2 separate regions of the Arabidopsis thaliana genome follow, and region 1 is linked to region 2. Evidence: chromatin contacts called from public capture Hi-C data. All regions are on one chromosome and are shown on one strand. The core of a region is the stretch at or near the end of the contact, and the rest is flanking DNA. Distances in the headings are between cores, read along the strand shown.

The links. Capture Hi-C pulls out chosen DNA fragments and counts their contacts.
Region 1: a contact with region 2 is called in a capture Hi-C map of seedling, with 2.0 times the contacts expected there. The contact joins the promoter of ZPR2 here to the promoter of AT3G60680 in region 2. A contact is called at or near these places in 3 of 26 Hi-C or Micro-C datasets (callus, root and vegetative nucleus) and 1 of 3 other capture datasets (seedling).

Annotation. Positions count from the first base shown.
Region 1 is chr3:22,496,618-22,499,804 of TAIR10.1, forward strand. It overlaps ZPR2 (binding protein), which reads right to left and starts at 1,482. Exons shown (of 3, transcript NM_001340061.1): 1 at 1,330-1,482; 2 at 701-854; 3 at 266-599. The coding sequence starts at 825. The coding sequence ends at 407. It overlaps FLA10 (FASCICLIN-like arabinogalactan-protein 10), which reads right to left. Exons shown (of 1, transcript NM_115954.3): 1 at 2,675-3,187. The coding sequence ends at 2,956. It overlaps DHDPS1 (dihydrodipicolinate synthase 1), which reads left to right. Exons shown (of 3, transcript NM_180399.3): 3 at 1-80.
Region 2 is chr3:22,428,426-22,431,589 of TAIR10.1, forward strand. AT3G60680 (DUF641 family protein (DUF641)) reads left to right here and starts at 1,535. Exons shown (of 1, transcript NM_115932.4): 1 at 1,535-3,164. The coding sequence starts at 1,821.

The DNA of each region.
Region 1 (3,187 bases), core at 232-2,731, 68 kb after region 2:
ACAGATGGATCAAGACTTCTACTTGTTGTAATGTTTGGTCTGTTACTTTTGGTGATGAATCTAATGGCTTTTGCTTACTCTATCTCTCTCTCCCTCTCCTCTCTGGATGATTGTGTTTTGTCTTTGCGTGTTTGCTCTGTTGTATAAAACGACATGATGGTTGTCTGAGGTTTGGGTCGTCGGAAACATCTCTATCACGGATCGGCATATTAAGCAACGAAATTTTTTAGTTGAAAGTGATCATGGATATGTATGTTAATACTTGGTACATGAAAAAGAATAATCAAAGCTTTCATAGAAGAGTAAATCACCCATAAATCATTAGTTTGATTTTATTTTAGTACCATTAAAGGTTGGAAAAGGAAAGAAGAAGACGAGAAGAATCAATAAACAAAGTTCACGAAGATCACTGAAGCAAGGAGGTTGAAACAGGGGAGTATTTTGGGTGAAGCAGAGCAAACAGAGCATTGTTTTCATGGTGGAGAAGAAGAGCTTTCTTTTTTAAAGCTTCATTCTCTCGTATGATGCTTTGATTCTCTACGAAAAGCTTCAAGTTCCTCATCTCCATCTCCTTCTGTTCCTTCAGTAATCTTCTCCTCCTGCTTACAATGAAAAAGAAAGTACTGTTTTATATAATTCAGAAACAAAAATAGAGTCAATGTCTGAGGACGCTTGATATATGCGGAAGATGAAATTGAACCTGGTGAGATTAAGGATACGAAGATGGGTTTGTGTCTTAGATTTATGTTTGATATGGTACGAAGCAGATCTCATAGTTGGTGTGTCAGTGTCTGGGAATGGTGGCTCTGAAGTTGTCAGACACATCTTCTTGTGGTTTTATCACACAAAACGAACTGAGTAAACACAATGGAAGAGTAAGCTTTATATAGACGATCTATAAAGCTGTAGTTGTTTCTTTTGAGATAGAGAGTGATGAAGAAAGACAAGGCTTTTGAAGGTAATGATGGCAAAAGGAAACTCATGATTATAGAGGGGCCAGAGATATGCATGAGTTCAGGACGAAGATGATGAAGAAGAAGACCAAAACAGACTCTTCTCTTTCTCAGACTCTCTGTTTCTTGTTCTTGATTGAATAGTTACTGTACTAATAGTGCAAACTTAGTAGAAAACACTTGAGAGGTACATACGTAAATCGACCATACCAAATCATTCAATTTCATACTAATTGATTACTTTAGTTGTAATCAACTACAGAGAAAGATCACATGAAATTTGGACCAACTATGCATGTACTACAATTTGATTTTAAAAAGTTAATCCATAAGCACCTTTTATTTTCAAAAGAGGCTCAAAAGAAAACTCCTTTACCTTAATACCAAACCCATTTCAAAGGTCGAAGTCTTGGATTCGCGGTTTGGCATCTCGTGTTCAAACCAGGTTTCCCTCATAATTGGGGTCTAATTTTAAGGAAAAAACCTTGGTTCCAAAGAGACATATATCTTGTTCCTATGTAAAATGAAATCTAAGCATGTGATATGAATAGTAAAAAATAAATATAATTGATCTAAGGACTAGGACCACTATAAAACTCTTACTCATTTCTTGTGTTGATATTTTTTTTTGAGATGCAACCAAATTTGAAAGACAAACAAGAAAAGAAATAAAGAAGGGGGAAGAAAACTTATACTAATAAAGACTAAATTGCAAATTGTAGGAGCTAGTCAACATCCGGAATTATTATCATGCTTCAAAATGATCAAAGCTGTTATGATTCTCTACCTATATTATTTACTATTTTTAGACTAGGCATTGTCCACCACAAACAAAAAGATGAAAGTTATTCTTCATCTCATACAAGCTAAGGCATAAAAAACACAGAAGAAGGAATCATAAATAGCAAACGATTTCGTGGGTAATTTCTGGAGTTGCTACAATGATGAGTTTTGTTTTGATGCATACAAGTGGTCCATATCAAAATCACCACGCCCCTTCATTACTGCAAGATGGTACCATATGTGAATCTCTAACTAGAGTAGCACTCCCATGCATAATGCGTCTCTATCTATGATATGTAAATATTCAAATCTTTAAGCATTATACTTACATTGTCAACCACAAAAACATTATCAGCAATTCCTAGTTTCACAGATTAGGCATGAAATTTGAAGATTAAAAGAGAATCACCTAAAGGAATCTAGTTTTTCAGTTGCCAAGCATTAGAAAAAAGTGGTGAGGACTCCAGAAATTGTAGTTACGATAAGCTATGTTATCGGGGAAGGAGCTAGTTGATGTGATCCTTTGGATTTAGGCTCAGCTAGACGTTTAGATAATAGCTTGGCATCGAGTGGTTCAGACGCAACATTATCTTTCGTCTTCTTCCTTTTGACCAACATTAGACACCGTTTGAAACAATGAAAAAGGCGGGGTACTTTGAAGTCCAAACAGTCTAAAATGAGTGTCGTCTTACCAAACTAAAAACGACAGGCTGTGTTGATAACGTGGGCTCTCTTGGGCTTTGAATATAAGTTAATGGGCTTATATGAAACCTGTATTTTCTATTTTGAAAAGAAAGTTATAAAGGACGGTGTGGACCAGAAGACACTCTTCGTTTTCTCTCCACGTGGGATATCACAGGTTCAAGTTCCAACGGTCCATTTTTTTGGGTGCAAAATTCCAATGGTCCATTAATCCACGCATTTAATCTTACGACGTTGTTTAGCATAATTAATTAATTTGAAATTTAGAACAAATAAAAACGCAAGAGAACACAAACCACAAAATGGAAACTAGTCAATTAGAAGATCTCAATATTTCGACACTACTACAAACTAACACACCAAAACAAAACAATAACAATCATCCAATTCTAAATTAACTAATAAGATTAAACGTAAACCGTAACACTCTAATTCCCAGTTTTTAACAAACAGCATCACAAAGAAATAAAAACTCGTCGAAGGAAGACAATGGCAGTCTTCGTAATTAAGGTTTTGTTTATAACAAGAGAGATGTGGCGGCAATAGTGACCAATGCGGTGAACAACGCAGGAGCGTTAACGTGAAACGCCGCGTTTTTCGCATTACTGTTCTCTGAACTTGTCGGCGAGTCTGACGGAGCTCCTTCCGGTGAAGATTCATCCACCGGTGGTGCTGGCGGAGAAGCTGCGGTTGGAGAAGGTGCTTCCACAGGAGACGGTGACTTAGCCGGGGTCGGTGTCGGTGCACTC
Region 2 (3,164 bases), core at 285-2,784:
AATGAAAAGGTACATTAAAATTTGTTCTATATATAAATTAACTTAAATATATTATTATATATATGAATATTTCACTAAAGTAAATCTAATGTAATAAATTCAGGGTGATTGTAAATATGATTTAGCAATTATACAATATCTAAATAGATTAGGTGAAGTAAAAAAGTGATAATAAATATCATTGAAGTTTAAATTGTCAGTAGTTTGTACAAAAAAACATCTAGACATTAATATTTGATAAATTTAATGGTAACAGTTCGAACATAGTCTGGTTATTCTCATCGGTTTTGAACACAAACCACTGATACTGGTCTTTATTAAGCTGACAACGCAAATTTTGAAAGTTACTTGATACTATTAAATCTTTTAGATACCTTTGATAGTCTTATGGCGTTTTCGACCGTGAGGCTTGTTCAGGATTGTCGATCAAATCTTTTTTTTTCAAATGTGTTGTTCTCCCATTTGTACTTTCTTTGACTATACCACTCACCTAACACACAAATACATGGACTCTCTATTTAGCTTATGCGGCAACTCTTGAATATGACAAAATAAAAATAAAAAAATCAAACTTGTTTGATATATTTTTAAAGATTTTGTACAATTATCTTGATCTTCGAGATATAATTTAGAATATTGTTAGTGGTTAAAAGGATCACAAAGTATTGTCAAGAAAAAAGAAAGAATTAAAGCAAGAATTTGAGAGATGAGTTTCGAAAGACATTTGTTAAACAAGAAAAATAGAAAAGATGAAAGATGAAAAAAAACACAAGTATCGTTTCTTTCTAGTGGTATATGTGAAAAAGATACAACCCTTAATTTGCGTTATGATTACACGAAAAGGAATATAGGACATAATTAATTATAAACAATTAACCACTAAAAATGTTAGCTAAAAGCATCACAAAGACGTGAAGAAAAGGGAAGAAATAAAGCAAGAATCTAGGAGATGAGTTTCGAAAGACATGTCCTTGTAAAGGTGTCTTCAAAGCCATGATTAGTCTTAGTGGGTCAATTAATAAAAGTTTTACACATTCTAATACAACAAAGAAATCAATAAAACTCTTAAATTCATTTTCTTATATCCAAATCATACAATAATGACTAACCGGACGGTTAAAATATTTCTTACTACTATTAGTATTAGTCTATTAGTTATCAGAGTATTCAAGTCTAAATGATCAAAGAAATGTTTGAAAGTGGATGCCACACTTAATTTTCGTGCCGTTCACATTTATAGATACGAGTGTTAAATATGTAACGTAGACGTAAGGTCCTGTTTAATTTTATAACCAATTTATATGTCCAATCAGTAGCAAATTACAAAACAATAATTCAACCCAAAAAGAAATGTGAAAACGTTAATTGTGTACGCACTAGAAGAAGTTAATTTCACTTAACGAAATGATATAATTACTTTGCCAATATATGTTGTCTCTGTTACACCATTTGCATAACCGGTTTAGTCGTGTCACTAACCATTATTAAACGAAATGGTATTAATCACTTGTTACCGTTAACCAAATCATCATCAAACTAAAAAAAAGTCAGCGGAAAAAAAAAAACTCTAAATGTAAAAAATAATAATACAGCGAAAAGGTAAAGGTTTTTTTTTTGTGTGCATTCGTTTCTTCCAAATGCATCCAAAGCAAAGCACCATTAAAATCCTTCAAAGCAAAAACCTTCTCTCAAGTTTTTTTGACTGTTATTAACTCTTAGGTTGGTCAATCAGAATCAAGTCTTTTTCGTTTCCCAATTCGATTTGGATTTTGTTTTCTTCTTCTTCTTCTTCTTCTTCTCGAGATTGCGTATTTTGAGCGATGCGGGAAGTGGAAACAACGGCAATCACAGCAGCTCCTCCACAATTCTCTCAAATGTTTCAGAAATTAGCCATGGCCGTCAAGACCAAGACCTACGAGTTCTTCACCGAAGACGATAATGAGAGAACCGATGCTGAGGGTTTCTCTCTTCTCGATTCCTCCGAGGATTTTATCACCGATCAGAAAGTCGTCGTTCTTAAACCCGATAAGCCTCTTCTTAGTGCTTCTTCTCCGGGATCTCCTATTGAATCTCCGGTGAACGATGTTCAGACGAAGAATTTGGGTGTGGTAAGTGTTGTTAAACCTAATCAAAAGAAGCTTTCTCAGGTTAGGAAATTGGATACACAGATGGGATTGAGTTTGATTTCTTCTGTTTTCGCTACTGCTTCGTCTTTTGAAGCTTCGTATCTTCAATTGCAAGCTGCTCACGCGCCGTTTGTTGAGGAAAATGTCAAGGCTGCTGATAGAGCTCTCGTATCTAACCTCCAGAAATTGTCTGATTTGAAGCAGTTTTATAGGAATTATCGCCAAAGTTTGGATTTTGAGTCTGATTTAGCTATTGGGTCTTGCTTAGAATCTCGTGTTCAGGAGAATCAGAGCAAGCTTAGAGCTTTGGAAACCGTCTCAAATCGTTTACAAGCTGAGATGGATGCAAAGGATTTGCAGGTTTGGAGTCTGAGGAACAAATTAGGTGAGATTCAGAAATCTACTTCCAAGTTGTCTAAGAGATTGTCTTCAAATTCATCGTTGGATGTTCTGTTATCGGTTAGGGTTTTTGAGTCTCTGTTGTATGATGCCTTTAAAGCTACTCAGAAATTCACTAAGATTCTGATTGAGTTGATGGAAAAAGCTGGGTGGGATTTGGATTTAGTGGCTAAGTCTGTTCATCCTGAGGTAGATTATGCTAAGGAGAGACATAACCGGTATGCATTGTTGTCGTATGTTTGCTTGGGGATGTTTCGTGGTTTTGATGGAGAAGGATTTGATCTAAATGAGAATGATTATGAAGAGTCTGAGAGAAGTTCTGTAGATTCTTCCTTGAGGGAATTGATGCAACATGTATCGAGTAATCCGATGGAGCTTCTTGATAGAGATAAAGATTGTGCATTCTCTAGATTTTGCGATAAGAAGTATCACGAGCTGATTCATCCGAACATGGCATCTTCGATATTCAGTAACATGGATGAAAACGAAGCTGTGTTGAGTTCTTGGAGATCTTTGAGCACATTCTATGAATCGTTTGTCACGATGGCTAGCTCGATTTGGACCCTTCACAAGTTAGCCTTGTCCTTTGATCCTGCAGTTGAGATTTTCCAAGTTGAAAGCGGAGTGGAATTTTCGATT